Regions from separate parts of the Sus scrofa genome. Here region 2 is linked to region 1. Evidence: chromatin contacts called from public Hi-C data. All regions are on one chromosome and are shown on one strand. Each heading gives the region's core, a stretch centred on a gene start, on an enhancer-like site or on the middle of the called end of the contact. The rest is flanking DNA. Distances are from core to core; before and after follow the strand shown. Region 1 holds the start of LOC106509183 (histone-arginine methyltransferase CARM1-like). Region 2 has its middle 15 kb from the start of PUM3.

Region 1 (5,543 bases), core at 1,574-4,073:
GTCCTTTTATTTCATCTTCGTAAAATGTGTAGTGTCAACCTTATTTTACAAATGAAGAAACTGAGGCTTAAACAGGATGAACAATTTGCTAAATGCAGTACAGCTATAAAAGGTAGTGCCAGGATTTGAACCCAGGCAGTGTTACTCCAGAATTTACTTGTTTAACAACTAATAGTAGATATGAGCTAAGAAACTATAATATTCTAAAGGGAAGCTATATAATATTCTAAAGGTACATTTCTTAAGCCCATTCTTATACTCCATTAAGGAATTTGGGCCAATTTTTATCCCAGGAGAAACTCTACTCATTCAAAATGCTGCTACTGAACATACAATATCTAAATATGCCAAAATCTTTTCTTCTAATAGGTTCATCAGAATATGTTTTTAAGCTTGCTCTGCTTGGCCACCATCCATAGCGGTCTAGTTGGTTATATAGCAAAATGAGTTATGTTTAAATAAAAAAAACGCTAGAATTGTTCTCCAAAAACTCTCCATAAATGAGGAGTAAGCTTTAGTAATTACATGTACATAAAGAATGGATTTTAGGACTCAATCAGTTATGCGAGTGAGTTTTCTGCTTCCTTGTTAGTCTTTCCCAAGGAAGCTCGTCAAAATCTTGTGACAATGACTACTTTCCTTAGCTTTAATTATCCTTTTTATTTCCATTAGTTATGTATAATACACACTACAGAGGTCATCTCCAGACTTGATTTGCTGCATTGAAAGAAAGTTTATTCCTCTCTGTAAAGTAATTATATCCTCATTGACCAGGCACTGGGTATGCTCTGGGGAATCTACAACTTCAGTCACCTTGAACCTCTGATACTTCTTCTTTTAAGGCATATTTGTGGGAAAGAAATCCACAGGACACTAAGTACCGTGCATATCTCAAATCCGAGCTTCTGTTTCTCCCTCTTTATGGCTACAGATTAAACAAAATTACCCTAATAGGCAAATGGAACTTTCTTTGTGGCACCTTGAATTTCAGAATACCCAGAGGAAAACACTGAAACCTACTCCTTTTTTCCTTCTAGTATCCAAAAGAGAAATCCAAGAGTTGCTGAGTAAGGCTTTTGATCTCTTGCCAAACCTCAAGCTTCCTAAGATACTAGTCAAATGATATTTAATATTTCTTTTTTAAAGGCCCAACCTCCCTCTCCCAGCCTAAAGGAAGAAGACACACACCTGAAAGGTCTCTTCCCTTTCACAACGAGCATTTCCTGAGTGCCTACTATGTGCCTGAATCTGTTCTAAAGCCTTAGAGATAGAGCAGTGAACCTGTATCTTACCTATCACAGACAGATAATACTTGAAATTCCCACAGGAACCAAACCACAACGCAGAACACTTCAAACTGTACTCAGAATCTTACAAGTTAGGGTCTGAAGAACTCAGGAGTCTGAAGACTTGCAGCTGTTCCCTACACTTGTTAGAACGGAGGGTACTTAATAGGTGGGGCAGGGAGGGGTGTGATTTTCTCATATTTATATCCAAAGTTTGGAGCACAAATATGCTTATTAGCTGGGCCCAGGTTCTAGAGGTTTCCCAGAATTCTCAAAAAGGTCCAGGATCTCACAAAGATTGGAAGCATTCCCTTAACATACCCACGAATCAGCTTCAGGAACCCAGGGGGCTGCACTTGCACGTCCTTGGTAAAGGTCACCTTTTGAACACCAAAGTAATGCCTAGAAGACACCACACAGGTCGCCACAGCCGCTCTGACTGGTGCACCCCCAACTCAGTCCCTCCTACACTTCAAAACTTCACCCTCCAGAAACTTCAGGGGGCAAGTTGGCCTACTGCCTCGGAAAGGGAGTGAGGAGCGACAAAGCCTTGATCCCTGAAAGGAGGCATGGGTTTCCATTTTGTTCTGCTCCCAAGTAGGTTCCCTGCTAGAAAATCAGCGCCTCACTTTTTTTTTTTTTAAACGATGATTTTTTTTTTTTCCATTATAGCTGGTTTAGAGGATACATGTATGTGTGACTGGGTCACCTCGCTGTATAGTAGAAAATTGACAGCACCTCACTTTTGACATCTTTAAGTTATGGCCAAGGCTAGTTCTCAGAGCCTGACTGCCCGCAGCTCCAAAGTTCTCAGAGCGCAGAAATGCACAAATGGATTCATCTGGGTCTTTTTGGGACAGGTGAGTTAGCTCGCACTCCCCCTCCGCGAGCTGTGGCCGGGCTCAAATGCTCAGGGTTACCAGGAGCGCGCCCCGCGGCCCCAGGCATGCGCCCCGCAAGCACGCACCCTCGCCCCTCTGTTCCACCGTCGCGCGCCCCAAAGGCTGCCACTCCTGAGCAGGACTCGCGTGCGTGGGTCGCCCCAGTACTTTACCGTCAGTCACCGTAGCATCTGCCTCCTCCCCTGCCGGGTGGACCTCCAGCCGCAGAGTCGTCGGGTTAGAGAGCAAGAGCGGCCCCGTGGAGAAAAGCTGCTCTTCGGTGACGAAGCGCAGTTGCACGCGGTAGTGCTGGCGCGCGGGGACCCTGGCAAGGGCGGGGGCAGCGGCCATGGTGGGAGCACCTCTGCCCGGAGCCCGAGCGGCGCGGCCCGACGCTGCTCCGCGCGCCAAGAACCTGCCGCGGGAAGGGGAGGGACCAGGAAGCGCTAGCACCTTCATCACCTCCTCCGAAAGTTCGTTCTTCTAGTTAGGAGGCGCCTGGCGGCTGGGGCTGCACCCACTGCCCTGCGCATCCCCTTACCTCACCCAGTGCCCGGCTGCCGCTGTTACGTGGCGACCTCCGGTACACAGGGGCGCCCAGTAGATGCTCAGGAGGGCGCAGTCACTCCGCAGGGCTGCTGCTCCGCAGCACAAGTTTGGAGAGCGCTCGAGGCACCTGGAGGCAGTTGGAGTTTGGAAGCAGAAGGGTGACACCTGCTGTTGGCTGGGACCCTCCGTGGGCGTCAGTTTGGAAACAGCGTTGGCCCGAGCTTCTGCTGTGTGGGCACTTGCTCTTGGGCAGGTTATGGGGCTCCTGGCGCCCACGCGTGAACAGCGGTGCTAAGCACTGAGCTCTTCCCTCATTGACAGGGTCCTGACAATGACAGGGCACTCGTGCTACTGGCTGGTGATGAATGACCACATTCATCTCCCATCCCCTAACTGGGGACTGAAATCTTACTCGCTGCTGGATTGAGAACCATTTGGCTAGACGTGAGTGTGGAGGGCCAGGGAGTCTGATGCCTAACTCCAGCAAACATCTCATCTACCCATTTAGCTCCAGCGTCAAAGGGTGGAAGCTCCAAACGGTATCACACGTTGTCTTCTCTGCAGAGAAATTGGTCTTCTGCTTCAGGGGGTAAAGAAAAAGAAACAGTCCTTCCTCTGACAGGAGTTCCCCCCACTGTTATAGACCCAGGTGCCTTAAGGGAATTTTCTTCAAATTCTGAACCCACTTGTGTATCCTCAGTCTATAACCTCTTGACAGGACAGACCGTAGGGAGGAAGCAGATTGTAAATCCACTTGGATTCTATAAAGATAATGTCCTTAGCCAAGCAAGTTGACCTTTTAAGAATGAGTTTCCCTAAAGGCCCTGGGGTCTGTAGCTTCAGAATTTCCAGCTCGACTCTTAAATGCAGCCAGGCTTTATGAAATAAATTCCTAACTTCCTTTATCGCCCCACCCCCACCCCACCTCCCATGTAGTCCTGGTTCCCACTGTGGCCTGATTCCTCCCTTAATTCCCTCCCAAGTCTTTCTCTTTCCTCCTTCTCTCTTACCTCTATCTTTTAGAGACCCTGCTCTTCCTTCTTATCCTATTCTCACTTACTACTGTCTCACGACTTTGATTTTTGCCTCGGAAACCCGTGGAAATCAGAAATGCTTTAAAAAGTTGGAGCTGTGGAGAGTTTCTGGTATGAAGACCACAGAACCCGTGTATTGTGCCCCTCAGGGTGTCATTTTGCCTCTCCTGCTTCCCCAGCCTCCTCAAAACATTTTCCTGACTTTCTCATTTCTTTTTACCTTCTCAAGCCCTGCCTTGATGACACTAAGTACTTTCATACTCCCAAGTAGCTCTTTACCCTCCTGTCAAAAAAACCCATCCAGCCTTCATGTGTTGTCAGCTTTTAACTTGGAAAGTAAGTCTGGGGATGGGGGACTGATTTATACTAAAATGTGAATGATGGATGAAAATGACTCATAAAGCACTTTAAAAGGGCAATATAATGACCTTGGTAGAATTCCCACCATCCACTCAAGAAACCTGGAGTTCTCTTGCTTAAATAAACAAACAAAAACCCATAAAACATAATGGCAGTCTTTCCCACACATTAATGTTGGGGGGCAAAAACCCAACTTAGGCTAATTGTAACAAAAAGCCAAAATGATTCACCACAAAGCCAGGAAATCTAAGTTTTGGTCATGGCAAGATTTAGGGGCTCAATTAAGTTTGACCAGATGGTCTTGTCTCCCCATCTTATAGAAAGGCCTTAGTTCCATACTGGGAGCTGTCACCGATTTACAACCTTTCAGCAAAGGCAAGGCCCTTTTTCTTCTAATTCCAAATCAGGTTGGGTCCATTTGAATATGAGTGATTTGCTGTGCTAAGTCTACCCAGCTAGGGACTTGGACTCTGGAGACTGGAAGCCTTACCAGTTTTGCATCCCCTGAATGACAGATGAGCAGGTAACCACAGGGAGGAGGTAGCTGGGATGATAAAGCAAGTTATAAGCGTGACATCTAACACAGAGCCCCTACCACATGCCTGGCACTGTTCTAAGCATGTTACACCCACTAATTCATTTACTCCTCCCCACCACCCTATAAGATGATAGTAATAATAATAATAGTATTACATATATATTATGTATAATAATATGTATTGTAGTTATTTTATTATAATAAATACTATAATAATATTTTGACTGATGAGGAAGCTAGGCACAAAGGTTAACTAACTTGCCCAAAGTCACAACTTAGAAGTGGCATAAGTCCTATACAACAGTTCAGACACTAAAGTAAGTCCATGAGTAGCCATTCCCACCATGTCTCAAAGTTAGAAGCTAGTAGATAATTTTTCAGTCTTCCAAATGGATAAAGCTCAGGGCCTTTGAGTCCCCAGAATTGTGAGCACATCATTTTAAACTGTTCCCACTTTCTTTCCCCTCGTCTTCTCACCCTCACACAGATGGTTAAGAATCCCTTAGATTTCCCCTCCACGAGTGTTTCACCTTCCAAAGTTTTATTTACACCTGTGCAGTTTTTGTCCTGGTACAAGTACAAACACAAAGTTCATGAGTCATTTGGTCTTTCTTCTGTATTGAGTATAGTGTAGATTCCTTTGCATCATCTACTTGATCCACCGTTGAATTTGACTTTCTATTTTTAGTTTATCCCAAACTTCTGGGGGTTTTTGGTCTAATAGCCATCCCTCTCTTCCACCTCTTTCTGTCATCAGTGTTTTTTTTTCAGGGTCTCCAAACTTTCTTAAAAAATCCGTTCAGGATAGTTAAGAAGAAAGAGCAGCACCAACCTGCAATAAAATGTTTTTTGTTTGTTTTAATACTTCTTCCTTTTTTTTAAATTTACAATGTTA
Region 2 (5,810 bases), core at 3,153-5,652, 300 kb before region 1:
GGGGAGGGGGATAGGAGTGGGAAGTGGAAGAAAGGCAGAGTGGAAGGGCACAGGGAGAAGAGGGAGGAAGGAGAGAGGCTTGGTGACCTTCTGATCCTTTTGCCTTAAAGAATACAATGGATGCTCGGTTATTCAGGGTTCCTTCCTGTCAGTGAGATGATCTACAAAAGTACATTCATGGTAACTTATATAGATAGAGGGGAACTACCCAAAGGTCTCCTTGTAATATTTATTCAGTAACATGTGCATACTCAAAGCCACATTTAAAATAAGATACAAATTTGGAAATAATTGTTTCCTCTTACTCACATTTCATTTAATAAAGTCTTCGTATTCCTTTCTGATAGAAGTAGCCTCATCATCAATAGAGACATTTTTGGAGTTACCCAATACTGTTTTCAGAAAGGACTTAACAACACTCAAGTTTACCACTCAGGAATAAAGACTGTATATTTCTTTGCCTCTTTGTTTTGTTCTGCGGGTTTTTTGTTTTTTGGTTTTTGTTTTCCTCTCTGTCTCCCTGTCTCTCTCTTTTTTTTTTTTTTTTTTTTTTTTTTTTTTTTTTTTTTGCCTCACTCATGGTATATGGAAGTTCTCTGGCCAGGGATGAAACCTGAGCCACAGCTCTTACCTACACTGCAGCTTGGCAACGCCAGATCCTTAATCCACTGCACGGGGATGGGGATCTAACCCTCACTGCCTTAGAGGCAACACTGGATCTTAACCCATTGTGTCACAGCAGGAAATCTGCCTCTCTTTTTTTTTTTTTTTTTTTTTAACTTTTTAGGGCCATACTTGCGGCATATAGAAGTTCCCAGGCTAGGGGTCAAATTGGAGCAGCAGCTGCTGGCCTACACCACAGCCACAGGATCCAAGCGCGTCTATGATCTACACCACAGCTCATGGCAGTGCCAGATGTTTAACCCACTGAGCAAGGTCTGGGATTGAACCTGCATCCTCAGGCATACTAGTCGGGTTTGTTACTGCTGAGCTACAACGGGAACTCCCTATGACACATTTTAATATATGTGCTGCTGAAGAGAGCACTCCTATGACACATTTTGATAGCCTCTTTTTTAAAATTAACTGATTCTCTCACAGTCCTACTCACATCCAAAATCTGCACTGATTTGCGCTAATTTATAGCTCATCTTCTCTAAGCAATACTTTATTTCTCAACATAAAGTAATTGAGAGAAAGTCTTAAAAATAAGAAAGTCTGTAAGGACTGTATTCAAAAGTGATTTGCTTTTCTTTTTCTTTAAAGTAAAATTCAGGCAAATATGTGCAAATGATGCAACTGACAAGGGCTTAATTTCCAAAATTTACAACAGCTCATATAACTCAGTACAAAAACAAAAACAAAAAACGCAGTCAAAAAATAGGCAGAAGATAAACAGATGGAAAATAGACACCTGAAAAGATGCTCAACATTGCTAATTATTAGAGAAATGCAAATCAAAATTACAGTAAAGTATCACCTCACACTGGTCAGAATGTCCATCAATATATAGTCTACAAACAAATGCTGGAGGGAGTGTGAAGAAAAAGGAATTATCGTATAATGTTGGTGAGAATGTAAACTGGAGCAGCTGCTATGGAAAACAGTATGACGGGTCCTCGAAAAACTAAAAATAGGAGTTCCCATCCTGGTGCAGTGGAAATGAATCTGAGTAGGAACCATGAGGTTGCAGGTTTGATCCCTGGCCTCATTCAGTGAGTTAAGGATCTGGCATTGCCGTGAGCTGTGGTGTGGGTCACAGATGCTGCTCCGATCTGGCATTGCTGTGGCTCTGGTGTAGGCCGGCAGCAACAACTACAATCAGACTCCTAGCCTGGGGACCTCCATATGCTGCAGGTGCAGCCCCAATAAAACAAAAAGTCAAAAAAAAAAAAGAAAGAAAGAAACTGACAACAACTAAAAATAGAGTTTCCAGATGATCCAACAATCCTACTCCTGAGCACATATCTGGAAAAAACTGTAATTCAAAAAGATAATGCACCTCTATTTTCATAGCATCACTATTTACAATAGCCAAGACATGGAAGCAACCTAAATGTCCACTGACAGTTAGATAAAGAAGATGTGGTATGTACACACCTGTACAGTAGTATACACGATGGAATACTACACAGCCATAAAAAAGAAGGAAACATGGATGGACCTAGAGATTATCATATTAAGTGCAGTAAATTAGAAAAGACAAACACCATGTGATATCATGTATATGCAGAATCTAAAATATGACAAAAATGAACTTATCTATAAGACAGAAAGTGCCTCACAGACATGGGGAACAGAGACTATAGTTACCAAGGAGGGGAGTGAAGGAGGGATGGATTGGGAGTTCGGGGTTAAGCAGATGTAAACTATTATATATAGAGTGGATAAACAACAAGCTCCTACTCTATAGTAAAGGAAACAATATTCAAAATTCAATAATAAATAATGTAATCACTTTGTTGTACAGCAAAATTAACATAGCATTGTATCAGCTATACTTCAATGAAATAAATTTTTTTAAAATTCAGGCAAATACAATACAGTTTTCCTAGAAGGGAGACTTATGGTTCAGGGCTATGGCTGATTCAGTTTAAGATATTCCAGTGATTCCTTAAGATATCTACTGTCAGGTCAGACTGGAACAAACTCCAGATGAATTACACACAGAGAACACCTTCAGGATATATACATATATATATACATATATCCTGGAGGGGTGTGTGTGTGTGTGTGTGTGTGTGTGTGTTTGTGTGTGTGTGTGTGTGTATAAACATATTTTAGGGCTGCACCAGCAGCATATGGAAGTTCCCAGGCTCAAGGTAGAATCAGAGCTGCAGCTGCCAGTCTACACTGCAGCCACAGCAGCATGGGATCTGAGTGACATCTGTGACCTACACCACAGCTCACGGTAACACCAGATCTTTAACCCACTGAGCGAGTCAGGGATTGAACCCACATCCTCATGGATACTAGTCAGATTCATTTCCAGTGAGCCATAATGGGAACTCCTTCTCTAGGAGATATCAAATCTTCCATTAGATTCTGGACTGCTCTAGCCAGGTCAGTCTCTCTAGGAACTATGTCATGACAGAATACCAGCCTCATCTGCTACTCTGTGGCACCTCATCTCTCTTTCAGTTGTTCTCATCTAAGGCTATTCTGCCCCTAGGGGGTCACTTGGCAATGCCTGGAGACATTTTGGATTGTTACTGTTGGGGGATACTAGTTAGAGTTCTCCTAAGAAAGAATCTATAGGATCTATGTATATATACATAGAGAGAAACTGATTTTAAAGAAATGGCTTATGTGATTATGGATGCTGGCAAGTCTGAAATGGGTAGTTCAAGTTGAAATTTCATCAGGATGGAGATCCAGGGAAGAGCTGATGTTGCAGTTCAAGTCCAAAGGCTATTTGCTGGCAGAATGCCCTCTTGCTTGAGGAGGTCAGTCTTGTCTTCTCTTCGGGCTTTCAAGTGATTGGATGAGGCCGACCCACATGATAGGGACGATCTGTTTTACCCAAAGCCCTCCAATCTAAATGTTAATCTCATTCAAAACACCCACACATGAACATCCAGAATAACATTTGACAACATAGCTGAGGAGTGTGTTCCAGACAATGACACAAAATTAACTATCAAGGGGGTGGGGGTGACTGGCATCTATAAGGCAGAGGCTAGAGATGCTGCCACAATCCTACAACACACAGGACACACCCCCAGAACAAAGAATTATCCAGTTCCAGAGTTCCTGTCGTGGCTCGGTGGTTAACGAGTCTGACTAGTATCCATGAGGGCATGGGTTTGATCCCTAGCCTGACTCAGTGGGTTAAGGATCCGGTGTTGCTATGAGCTGTGGTATAGGTCACAGATGTGGCTTGTATCTCACACTGCTGTGGCTGTAGTATAGGCCAGAAGCTACAACTCTGATTCAACCCCTAGCCTGGGAATCTCCACAGGTACAGCCCTAAAAAGACAAAAAAAGACACACACACACACAAAAGAATTATCCAGTTCTGAATGTCAATAACACAGAGTTTAGAAATACTGGTCCACAGACTCCAGTCACAGGCTTATAATGTGGCTATAACATCATTGAATGGAGGTGATGGGACTTTTCCAGTTTGGAGGGAGCCATTAGATTTGTCTGGAAAGAAATTGATGGGTGAAAACATCTTAATGAAGTTCATTCTTCCCTTCTCTTTCCATGCTGACTTGATGAGAAAGAGAATTATTCCACTGAAGACATTCTACCTTTGATAAGCCTGCTGGTTTGGGACTCCTAGCAGACAGAAATTTAATTTCTTCTTGCCGATGCCTCAGCCAAGCTTTCAGCTGCAGAAATGTGCTGAGGAAAAGAAAAGAGAGTTCCTGGCAGCTCCTCTGACCTGGGTCAAATGTGAACTCAGACGTTCCTGGAGCAAAACCAGCACTGGCATAGAACTGTCACTGGGAAGTGCAGCCACAGAAGCAGGGCAAATGTACTAAAACTGACAATGAACTTGCAGAGAACAACAGAGCAAACTGGCCAACAGCACAATAACTGCATTCATTCATTTGTTCATTTGTCATTCCTTCATTCCTTAGAAAATTGGTGCTAAGATCTGAGTGAATACGGCAGGGCATCCTTGTCTCTGTTCTCAAGTTTTGCAGTCTCATGAAGAATGAAAGGCAGTTAGAAGTGCGTTACCAAGGAGAAGCTTGTTCTGCATGGACATACAATCTCATTTAGAGCCGACTTCTGCTCCACTCTTGTGGGAAAGAGTCTTAGATTTGGGGCCCAAATTGGATTCAAATTCTAGCTCCTAGACTTCCTGGCTGCCCAGTCAGTTATCTTCTTGGATGTCCTATGAAATGGGGACAAAAACCCCTGCCATTCCACCTGTCATGTGGACTTAATGTGAGAAGCAAATATAAATATCCATGAAAATGCTTTGTCAGTTGTCAAGCCCTAAATCATTGTTTCTCATCCCTGGATGTACATGAGGATCACCCAGTAGCTTTTTAAAACTACTGATGCCTGACCCTCCACCACCAGTTCAGACTAATAGAGTCAGATTCCCTGAGGGGAAGGGTCTAAGCACTGGCATTTTTTTTTTTTTTAAGTTCCTAGAGAAACTAAAGCACAATCATCCCATAAAGGCATCATCAATTCGTATACTGTTACTTCCCCAAAGTAATCATAGTCAAAATGTCATTTAGTGATTCTTGTGTCCCAAAGTTGGCTCAGATTTGACATAAAAAAGTAAATTTGGGCCCCTTTGCTTTGAGAGGTCTTGCTTTAAGGCTACAGAAGAGCCTGCCATGGCTCAGAACCTGACAGTCAGCAGGGACAAGGAGAGTCTTGAGTGGTGAGTGGGGGACAGATCTCCCTTCAGGCATGAAAGAAGGTCCATCCACCAGGTAGAGTGTGACCTACTAATGGTAGGAAATATGAGTCAGACAACAGACAGTGGACTTCCTGCTCTGCAGCTGGCACTTTTTAGACATTAGGGATATTATAATAAACTGGAAAACAACAATCACTGCTTTCCTGGAGATTGTGTTCTAGCAGGAGAAGGAAGACAATAAAAATTAACAAATAAAAACACATAAAATGTTAGATGGTGATAAGTACCACAGAGAAAAGTAAAATAAGAAATATGAGTCTTGGTCCTATGAAAGAAGTGAGAGAATGAGCCATGTTGGTCCCGGGAAGAACAGTGTTTTAGGCAGAGGGAACAGCAAGTACAAATGTTCTGAGGCAGAGACATGCCTGGTTTGTTTGAAGAATAGCAAAGAGGCCAGCATTGTTGCTGAAGGTGAGGT

What was found. A called contact is a pair of places that touch in the nucleus more often than the background predicts.
Region 2: a contact with region 1 is called in a Hi-C map of skeletal muscle, with 8 times the contacts expected there. The contact joins the enhancer-like site here to the promoter of LOC106509183 in region 1. A contact is called at or near these places in 5 of 47 Hi-C or Micro-C datasets (alveolar macrophages, embryonic fibroblasts, epiblast stem cells and 2 more) and 1 of 2 datasets of contacts at active chromatin or transcription factors (skeletal muscle).

What each region holds. Positions count from the first base shown.
Region 1 is chr1:218,673,732-218,679,274 of Sscrofa11.1, reverse strand. It overlaps LOC106509183 (histone-arginine methyltransferase CARM1-like), which reads right to left and starts at 2,823. Exons shown (of 12, transcript XM_021064264.1): 1 at 2,341-2,823. The coding sequence starts at 2,626.
Region 2 is chr1:218,976,138-218,981,947 of Sscrofa11.1, reverse strand. No RefSeq gene overlaps it. Among named protein-coding and RNA genes, the nearest start is that of PUM3, 15 kb to the left of the region's middle. Within about 2 kb of position 4,402, at least 5 of the 83 cell types and tissues checked have an H3K27ac peak or open chromatin away from gene starts, as enhancers often do. A contact at or near this core is called in skeletal muscle, where this site is marked.